2 separate regions of the Rattus norvegicus genome follow, and region 2 is linked to region 1. The links are chromatin contacts, called in public Hi-C maps. All regions are on one chromosome and are shown on one strand. The core of a region is the stretch at or near the end of the contact, and the rest is flanking DNA. Distances in the headings are between cores, read along the strand shown.

Region 1 (5,306 bases), core at 1,035-3,534:
CATCAAGGAGCCAGCTGCTGAAGAGTCCATGCGGGATCAGGCCAAGCGCCTGCCCATTAGGAGATCTCTATAGGAGATGAGACTCTGAGCGATTGGAAAACTCTGTAAGAAATGTGATACCTGAGTCATTCATGAGGGATAGAAGCAAACAGCAGGACTTCCTCACTAGGTTTTGCTGCCAGAGAACTCTTCCCATGTGAAGTGACCGAGGGAAGAAGACAGGTGAGAGCTGAAGGGGAGGAGGAGAAAGCTGTCTCAAACGAGACCATGTGGGATAGAGGTCCATGGCCCAGAAGCACATAGAGCCACATTGGCTGTTTGAGATTTGCGAGAAGTTTCATAGAGCTCAATCAAAGCTGTGGGAGCAGAGCGCAGAGCAAAGTCTGGATTAAGAAGGCTGGGCTGAAACTTGACAGCATCATAGAAATCCCATGTAGCAGAATTCATTGAGCTCGCCACATTAGGGGGAATTATGAGGACCCAAAGAAACTCAAAAGCCTTGGTGAGAAGTTCAGGCTTTGCCATAAAGCTGTCAGAAGTCATCAGAAAGTTGAGGCAGGAAGATGATCTACTCAGATGTGTATCTGGAAAAAGAACGCAGTGCAGTGTAGAAAACAATGTTAAAGAAAAACAACAGGGACAGGGACTGGGGATGCTAACATATGTCATGAGGTGAATGGCACTCAGAGAAATGGTGCAGGTGCACACAGAGGGGGGATGTGTGGGAAGAGGGAGAAGGAGAGAAAGGCACACACAGGGACAAACAGAGAAAGAGAGCGCTCGGCCGGCATTCATGCTATGATTTATCACTAACAAGGATGTGAAGGGAGACAGAATCTAACTTGTTTTTTGTATATTTGAGGCGCATCGTGATACCTGACACACAGTGGACAATAAATGCTTGTTGGTTGGTTGAATGAATGAAGGAATGGCTGTGAGTCAGAGTAGTGAAGAGTACAGTCCATGGAGTCTAGATGTCTCTGTCCTTTCTATTGATTCAGCCCCTTCCCACATAGCACTAGCACAAAGCTCCAGAAATACAGCCCATGGAGAGAAAATGGTTCTAACATTTCCCTGGAGCAAACTGGAGACTTTTCAAAAATTCCTACTTATCACAATGGGCAGGGACTAGGGAGGTGGCTTCCCTAACATGCAGAGGCCTTGGGTTCAATCCCCAGCACCAAATAAACCAAGCCTAGTGGGTTTGACTGCAATCCCACTCAGGAGAAGTTCAAAGTCCTCTGCAACACACTACCCTGTTTCAAAACAACAACTGGTAGAGTTGACATGATCCTATCAGCAGCTACTGAGCTACTAAATAAGAAGAATAAAGTAATTGTTTAAAGAGAAAAGACACTGTTTGGGCCAGATTCGAGAGACAGTAATATAAGCTAACATGAGACAATCTTCTTTGCCATACTTACCCAGCCAGAAAAAGGGTCAAGTTCTCTGTGGTCTATGATTATCAACCAGAAAAATAATCCTTGATTTAAACTAAGTCAATCCTCTGTGGTAGCCCTTAGCTTAGCCTAAAGACAGATGCTTGTCACTTCTCTTCCTGGTCAACTTAGACACATGGTGTGGACTTGGTTGTTCCTTTTCAGTAGTGCTGGCATTTTTATTATGTATGATTCTGGGTGGTTTGGTGGTAGCCATCACTAATATTTTTGAGCATACCATCCACTTCTTTTTCTGCAAATTTCTTGCCCTGGCTAAAACAAAACAAATGAAGTTTAACTATAAAGGGGAGAATGGCTAAGAGCGAAACCATGAGTCAACGGCAAGGGTGAGTGTGGTTCCGGGGACTGGGTGTGAAAAGGGAAGGCAATGGCATTTCATGACGCTCATGTGCCAAGTGGTTTTTATATATGGTACCTCACATAGTCCTTAGAATAGCCCGAAGAGGGAGGTACTGCATTTAGATAAACGTAAGGCATCATTCAAAAGAAAAAGATGTGTTAATTAGACCATGATGAACATTTGGCTTTCGGAGATGTTAAAAAAATGCTTAAAGAACGTGGGTCTGAGAATCAAGCAAATGTAACATTGACTTTCATTATATGTGAAAGAAAACTGCAAAACGAAGAAGGACCTTGCCGGAGGTCAGTACAGGAAGGGACTGGGAATGGTGTTTGAGCTTCAGGGTCAACTTGACTGTACGTAGAATCACACCTCTAGCTATGTCCAGAGAGGTTGAACTGAGGAAGGCCAGCAGCTAGATCCACACTGTCAGCATCATCCCATGGGCTGGGGTCTCAGACTGACAAGAGAGGAAAAGAGAGAGCAAGAGAGCAGGGTGCCTGCTCGCATCTCTCTCTGCTTCCTGACTGCGGATGCAGTGTGCTTAGATGCCTCACGCTCTGTGGCACCCAGAGCTGCGTTCATCCCCATGCCTTCCTTCCACTCAAGCCATGAGCCAACTTCCTTCCTTGAGTGGCTTCCTCCAAGTATTTTGTTACAGGGATGAGGAACGCCACAAGTACACTGGTCTAATACTCGGAGAGCTCAATTCTCTAACCACCGAAGGCACTGTCTGCCCAGCGCTGTCTCCTGGCGAATAGAGTGAAAATATGCACAGCATGATGATAAAGACAGACATAGGTTGGTCATAATAATTATTTGAGAAAAAAAACAACTCTTTTCTCAGGAAATTGAAAGCTCGCCCCAGTACAAAACTGATGTTGCACAGGGATATATACAGAAGATTTTACTGAGACTTCCAAGGAGCAGTTAGGAGGCCAATGTATGAACATACACTGGCGAAGACCACTTTCCCTGACAAAGATCATGTAGCCAGGAAAGTCACCTTACAGTCCAATCTAACCCATGGAGGAAAGCAAGTGTCCAAAGAAGTATGTAATATGACATAAACCGCCTTTCCTACATATTACTGACGGCTATCCAAATACCCTGCTGATTGGTAAACTGTCTACACAGCCTTCTGATTTTTAACTAGGAACTGGCAGCATGCTAAATGATCCAGGCATTCTCTGGAATTAAGCACACACCATTCAGTCTTTAGAAAAATCTCCATGGTTTTGGATCCAGCTTGGTAGAGGCTAAGTCATCATGAACCAGTAAGAGGGAATCCGGTTTTCTTCAGCCTTTTAGACTGACAGCTAAGTAAAGTCTTAGCTCGGCCTAGGCTCTAAAGCCAGCTGGAGGACTCTCTAGCTGGGTGACCCTAGACAAGTGAATTTTCTACATGCTTCAGTAGAAACATGTCTGCAAAATGAGAGGTTTAGTGATATCTACCTCCAAGGGCTGTTATGAATTACAGAGTTCACACAAAAGACAGCACATCTGGCATACGGTGCATGCCCTATAAATAAATGTTGGTGGATTTTACTATTTGGGTAGATTATCCTTACCATGTAATTCATTTAACAGCAGTGACACTCAGGCCCTTTGGGAACAGAGGCTGCACAGGTGTAAGCCATTTGGCTGTTCAGGCATGAGGTAGGATTAAACGTCCAGAGCATACCTACAAATTCAGTGCTCCCAGATGCCTGCGTGCCACAGTGGGCAGGCTGGTGCGGAGGGAGGGGCCAAGCTTCAGAGCCAAATAATTTAATTGCTCAAGTTCCAGATTATCACTCACCTGCCTCAGTGCTTCGAACGTTTGGGTGAAGCTCTTTGTAGTCATGTATAAGTGGCGGTGTGTATAAGTGTGCTGTGCTGAGCATGTGTGGAAAGAGCTGGGCCTACCATAGATCCTTGTTACATAATAGACATTGTTATGCTGGCCTAACCATTTCTTTGAATACCGACTTTCCTTTTATTGAAAAGGTGACCTATACTTTTGCATGAAAAGCCTGCATTTCTAATGGAAACATGAGGTAGAACTGATTATCCTCTAGAAATAGAGAATTGTGTATATAAACCGATCCTCCACATGAGCTTAATGCTTTCCTTCTTATATTTAAGTATGAAATTTCACTGCAGAAAAATTAATAATAGAGATAAAAAAATGAAGAAATCAGTGTCCAATAACGCTTCTGTGCCAAGACAACTATATGTGACATCCTGGCGTCTACTCCTCCTAGAGTATTTTTCTCTGCGTGTAAATACTCATTTTTAACTATCACACACAGCAAGAACCATGGACCCCATTTTCCTCACACCTCGACCCATCCTTGCAAAGCACTAAATGTAAATGCTTATAGGAGATTTTTGCTTGTGTTCTTATACAGCAGAAGCACAAGAGGTAAGGGAAGTCATGTTAATTAGCTATCCTTTCCCAAAGCTGACAGCCCCTTCTGTATGTATAAATCTTCCTGTAACCAGCGTTGTGTAACAGGTGCCAAATTTACACACATATTCACACTCATATGTCAAGTCTATCAAACCAGTGGACATACCCATAATCAAGCAAGCAGTTGGTGTGCCAGCACACGGACATTTTTAACCAGCAGATGGCTCTGATATACCAGGAACCCACTAACCCCACCCCCCATCTATAGGAACATACCCATATCATATCTGTCAAACAGAACTGTTTCCTATCCACAACCCATCATCGGGACATCAAGCTTGGGCTGCATTGCTGTGCAGCAACCCAGCTCCTCAAAATCAGGTGCACACCACATGCTCACCTGCTTCCCTTCCCCACCTCACCTCAGCCTCAGACTCCCACCAAAAGTCACCAATGAAAAGCCGGAGTGGAGGCCCCTCTCCAAGTACCAGAGACTGTCGGGTACCTGCTGCTCAGAACATGTGTATGCCCCACCCAAGGCAGCCATGACTGCGAGAGTCAGATGTTTTAATCACTTTCTTTGAAAAGAACTGCTCTGGTGAGTGGAGAGTGAGGTGAGGAGCATAAGGGATGTGCTATGGGCTGCTGAGGGAGAGATAAAAGATACAAGGAGTGGGTGGGATGGAGGCTTTTCTACAAACCAAAGTAGGGAAAGGTTCGATGGATCGTGTGAAGCGGGGTACGCCGTGAATCACAATCGGTTTCTCATGTCCTCCAGGACACTGCTGCTTCAGGTCCTCAACTCCTTGCACGATCGTGACAAATAAGAAGTACTATGTCGAGCTACTAATAGGATGTTGTTTAGGCTAACCCTCCTACGCTGAGGATCACACACAAGCCTTGTGTGAGACAGCACACAAAGAAGTAGCCAAAGGCGACGTGACATTAGGGGGCAGATCTGTCAAGTAAGAGCGTCAGATGTGTGATCATTCCCAGAGTAGCTGTCACACAGCTCACTTCAGAAAGACCTGTCACGTCATCTCAAAACAAACCCATGATAAAGGACTGCCTGAAGGGGAAGTGACGTGTGTGCGTGAGTGTGTGTGTGTGA
Region 2 (5,306 bases), core at 1,668-4,167, 81 kb after region 1:
CAAGGAGTGTGGTGGCGGAACCAGCTTAGAACACACTGCAAGGGCCCTGCAACCAAGGTGCTAGGAATTCGTGCAGTATTTTCTAGAAACAAACCCATTTCTGTCCATTTTCCCAGCGAGGGCAGATGTTTGATTTAGCCTTGTTAAAAGCGAGGAGCATATTCATGCAAATGACAGGCTTAGAGGCCGCCAGGACTTCAAGCAGAATGTGCCAGGTCACTGGTTCTGCCTCTCAGATAACTCTGCATCAGACACACGCTGCAGACAACAGCACAGAGCTGCAGCTGCTCATCAGAGCAAGCTCCAGACAAGGTGGCTGGTGGAAAGTCTAATGTCCCCAGAAAGAGTGCCCCCGCCCTCCCATTTCCCTCCTGACAGTGCTTTCTCCCACCAACTTCTCCAGATGTCCTGTATGAGACCCAGAACATATGAAAGAAGTGGTAAGGTCAGACTGGATGCCCAGTGTTCACTCTGCCATCAATAAGCCAGTCATGAGAATGGAATCTGCTGTAAAGCCACAGGATGCTGCAAAGCTCAGAGGCAGACAGTGGAGCCACAGGTGGTCTTGCCCATGGAAAATTGAGCATCAAGGGTAACAGTAGAGAAGGTACCCCAAAAGCACAGTGAAACCAACTCTAACGAGAAGGGAAGAAATAAAGGGCCTCAGAGAACAACTACCTCAATGGCATTCACTTTCATTCTGATTGTCTATCCAGGCTTAGGTTGGAGGGGTGTCCCAGACTAAGACCAAAAGATGAAGGTGACAAGTCCCCTAGGGAAGGTTCTAGCTGACTGGACGATGAGCCAAGCAAAGAATCCGAGACTGAGAAGGAGCCAAATACAGAGGCTGGAAGGGAGATCAGAAATCCCCAACCCCGTCAAAGAAAATGGGCTGACGGGGGGCTGAATGGGGCAATACAGGGAGGCTAAATTTCACACGTCACAGATGGCTGAACAGTTTTCAGACTCTGCACTCAAAGGAGCAGCATCCAAGAGGGGAGAGCTCTCAAATGGTTTACAGAACTATCAAGAATTGGACGCATATTAACCAAAACCTCTGTGATTCTGAGCCAGTGGTTACCAAGGGACTTCCTTATGACTTCCCTCTCAGCATTGTGCCACATACATAAAGCAGGGGATTGGAGTCCCTAGGAGGTCATTTACTGAACTTTGGAACTACTAGGAAGAATCACAACAGAAATTCCATAACACCCAGACCACTCTTGTCAGCGACTGTTAAGTGAATCAAAGGAAAATTAAACAGTTATACAGATATAGCCAACCAGAACACTCAACTCAAAACTGGTATGAGCTCCTTCAACACTGGGACCTTCAATCTGATAGGGAGAGAGGGCACACCTGGGCACGTAGGGGTGCGGGTGAGGGGCGGTTCTCCTTGGTTCTCACTCAAAGCTGCAACACTACAGAAAGCGGTTACCTAAAATGTGTTTGATAAGCTGAATGTATCTAAAGCCTAGAATTCCACCACAAACACAGAAGCTTGCCCTTTACGGGAGTCATAGCAATGATTCTTATTTCAAAGACCATGGCTGACCGCGCAGTGTAGGTTTCAAAGCACTTCGGTAAAATAATTCCGCCCAAATAGTTACAGCAGATCCACTAAATTGTCCGCGGAATTACAGGACTCTGTTTCTGAAGGGTCGTTGGTAATCTGAGCACCAAGTGCGACTGTTCTTCAACAAGCCTCTTGCAAAGAATAGGTGAACACTTGATCAATACCTGAACCTTTTGCAAAATGCAATCAGTTATTTTAAGTACCTCATTCCCAAAAGGAAAGAGGGGGGCTGTTGTGAGCAAAGGGGGAAACGCTATTTCGACACGGAAATTGCTTCAAACTCTCAGGTCATTCCTTGCAGTTAAGACAAAGTGAGTACAAGCAACGGGAAGCCCAAAAGATCCCAACACGTCCCACTAGGTCCCTTTTATGCTATCCTAACTACGCCGTGTCTAGCTAAATGAAGCGTGGTCGTGGGACCACCAGGAAGCATTTACAACTTGTCCAGGGGAAAAAAAAAGGATAAGAACATGCCTCTTTCTTCACCGCCCACGATGCCTTCCCAGAGACAGATTTCTGACAGTTCGCCGGCTGTTGCAACTACTAAGGGCAGAGAAAAGCCCAGCGGTGCTGTAGAGCCCACCACCCACCACCCACCACCACACGGTTAAGCTGCTCCAGACCCCGCCGCGGGCGCAGAACCGCTGCCAAGCGCTTACCCGAGTCGGCCCGGCAGTTCCCGGAGAGGGCAGCCAGCAGCAAGAGTCCCAGCAGCAGCGGCCGCAGCGGCAGCACATCCTCGGAGCCGCGGGCCCCGGAGCTCTTCACGCCCTGGCAGCGCGCGGCGATCCCGCCCGCCCCGCAGAGCCCTGGCTCCCGGGGCCGATCCCTGGGCTCCCGCGCCGCCGGCCCAGCTTTGCTCGGGCCCTGGGGCTTCGCCTCCTGCAGAGCCATAGGGACTGTTCATACATCCAGGCCGCTGCCTCTTTCCACGCCGCGCCCGGGAGCCCAGCCCTCCGCGCACCGTTCCTCACCGGGCATCTCGGGCCATGGCCCGGGAGTCGGAGGGAGGCAGGAGGTGCGAGCTGCTCGCTCGTCCTGCCTCGGTCGGAGGCGGGCTCAACGGAGCCGGGGTTTCAGGCGCGCGGGTACCGGGGTTGCATGGGGGTTCCCACGGTATGGCGAGGGTGGGACGGGCGGCGCCCTGGTCCCCTCCCCGGGGCCGGATGCTGCACCTCGAGCGCGAGGCTACGAGACGTGGGGACCCGCGGACCTGGCTCGTGCAGCGTGCCGCCCGCCGCCGCCCCTGCGCCCGGGTCTCTGTCCCTGTCGGTTCACTGGATCGCTGGACTCCGGCTCCAGCCGCGAATGCTACTGCAGCTCAGAGCGGCGCCTCATTGACAAAGAAAGCACGTAGCACCGGAGCGGGCTAGGGAGGCGAGGCAGGCGCGCGCGCGCGCATCCCCGCGCGAAACCACCGCGCGCCCCACACTCCCGCGCGCAGGCCTGAACCCTGCCCTGCGCCAGCGAGGTCCTCGTTGAGGGAAACTTCCCTCCGCCCAGGGTCCCCAGATCTCGGAAAGGAAAGGTCGGGGAAATAGTCTTCTGACCACAGAAGGGACTAGACAATATCAGGGTCAATGTGCTGAGGAAGCTAGGTCTGCATCTTGGAAAGGCCCTCTGAGGATGAGCGCAGAGCCTTGTGCAGATTGTTCACTACTACTCAGGGACTGGCAGACTCCTGCCGGCCAGATCTACCCCCAAAGAATGCATGCTGCGTGGCCTGCTTGCAATGAAACGCTGGAGTAAATAAAACACATTGTAAACAGTTGTTACAGCCGTACTATGAGAAAGGCAGTGCACTGAGCTTTGGGACAACTACAGGTATTTCCAAAAAGTCTTGCCCAAATAGGAGAGCCGACTCTTCAGTCCATCCGTAGTGGAATGAAAGGACAGAGTCAGCTAAATTGCCCTTCTGCTCTTACCCTTGTTCTGCATCTGTACCCTTGAGCACGCTACCTAGTTCGTAGGTGCTTCGAACTCCCTTCAGTCAGTAAGTTATTTGCCCAGCATCCAGCATCCATGGCTTGCCAGCTACCATGTCAGGCAGTAGGCATATACGCAGTGAGGTAAATAAACTGACTACCAGACAATGCAAAAAGAAAGTCTCAGAGAAACCGTAAGGTAAAATGCTGGAAAGTGGGGATGGAGGTATTGCAGCAGCAGTAAACAGGATGAAAAGAGGCTTCGCTGAGAAGGTGACATTCGGGAGAGGACCAAAAGGAGGTCAAGGGACAAGGCAGGCTGGAGGAACAATCTAAAGAGATCCATAAGGGTGAAACCCTGGGGCTGGGCTGGACTGACTGGTGTGTTCCAGGCCCAGCAAACTGGAGGATGTTGAGAAATGGAATATAGCCCTCCCACTCTCTTCTCTCTCTTCTCTCTCTCTCTCTCTCTCTCTCTCTCTCTCTCTCTCTCTCTCTCTCACACACACACACACACACACAGAGAGAGAGAGAGAGAGAGACAGACAGACAGACAGACAGACAGACAGACAGACAGAGACGGAGAGACAGACCTTGGTTCTGGAGAAGAGTTTACTCTCCCTCACCTGTGTCCCCAGGATAGCAGTAAGACCACGTTTTGCAGAAAATACATTTTACACACTAACTTCAGAGAGCAGGTATGTCCTATCATGCATTTTGGATTTGTTGAAATGCAGTAGTGCGGGTTCTTAAAATCAGAAATGCTCAAAAATATGAAAAACTTTTCTGCATATCAGCACCAAAAAAAAAAAAAAAAAAAAAAAGTCCCAGGGCTGGTAGGATGGTCCATGGAGCAAAGCCACCTGCCACCAAGCCTGACTGATAACCTAAGTTTGATCCCTGGGACCCACCTACATGTAAGAGAAAAACAACTCCTGAGAGTTGTCCCTTGATCTTTATCTCCACATACTGAATGAATGAGGTAATAATTACGACTTGGGGACATGAGCACTAAATGACTTCAAATTTTCAGATCAGACATACTCAACCAATGAAGTATACACAAATACCCCAGATCCAGACAACTCTGAAATGTGCAGCACTTCTGGCCCCAAAGCATTTGAATGGGGGTACTCATCCTTTCCTGCTGGGCTTGTGATCACCCTTGCTCTCTGGTTAAATGTACTGTACTGTTTGGGATTGTTTTAAGGAACCTACAAGTCCGGGCAGTGGTTGCGCACACCTTTAATCCCAGCACTCAGGAAGCAGAGACAGGCAGATCCCTGAATTTGAGGCCAGCCTGGTCTACAGAATGAGTTCCAGGACAGCCAAGGCTACACAGAGAAACCTTGTCTTGAGGAGGTTGGGGCGGGGGAGGAATGGCAAGTGTTGATTCCTGGGGAGGAAGTGGGGACAGGGATGGTGGCCCAACATCTAGGCAAGGTCTGGCAGACAGATACAGAGATCAAGTGTGCCCAGCAGGGATGAGGAGGAGGCAGGAGAGCAGGGCTTGGGCATACACAACATGTTTCATTCAACAACAACACACGGAGAAATAGGACAGAAGAAGGAAGGGGCATTCGGGCCTATTCGTGGAAGGTTCTGGATACATCTGGGCTTTTCCTTAAAGAAGGGAAGAAAGGGAAGGTGGCTCACCAATCTACATGGCTCTCAGAGGAGCTAAGGACACAGAGAAAGGTATGACAAGGGAGAGCTCCAAACTTTCTAGGCACAGCTGCAGCCAGCTGTGAGACAGGTTGGATGAAGACAAAAGAGGCAGAAGAAATAAAAGATCCGAATAGAGA

What was found. Hi-C and Micro-C count contacts between places; a contact is called where the count stands out from the background.
Region 2: a contact with region 1 is called in a Hi-C map of frontal cortex, with 2.6 times the contacts expected there. The contact joins the promoter of D430041D05Rikl here to the enhancer-like site in region 1. A contact is called at or near these places in 3 of 12 Hi-C or Micro-C datasets (frontal cortex, kidney and prefrontal cortex).

Annotation. Positions count from the first base shown.
Region 1 is chr3:111,153,882-111,159,187 of GRCr8, forward strand. The region is part of intron 1 of D430041D05Rikl (RIKEN cDNA D430041D05 gene like); the gene reads right to left. Among named protein-coding and RNA genes, the nearest start is that of D430041D05Rikl, 81 kb to the right of the region's middle. Within about 2 kb of position 2,285, at least 1 of the 93 cell types and tissues checked has an H3K27ac peak or open chromatin away from gene starts, as enhancers often do.
Region 2 is chr3:111,234,306-111,239,611 of GRCr8, forward strand. It overlaps D430041D05Rikl (RIKEN cDNA D430041D05 gene like), which reads right to left and starts at 2,918. Exons shown (of 21, transcript NM_001419547.1): 1 at 2,236-2,918. The coding sequence starts at 2,470.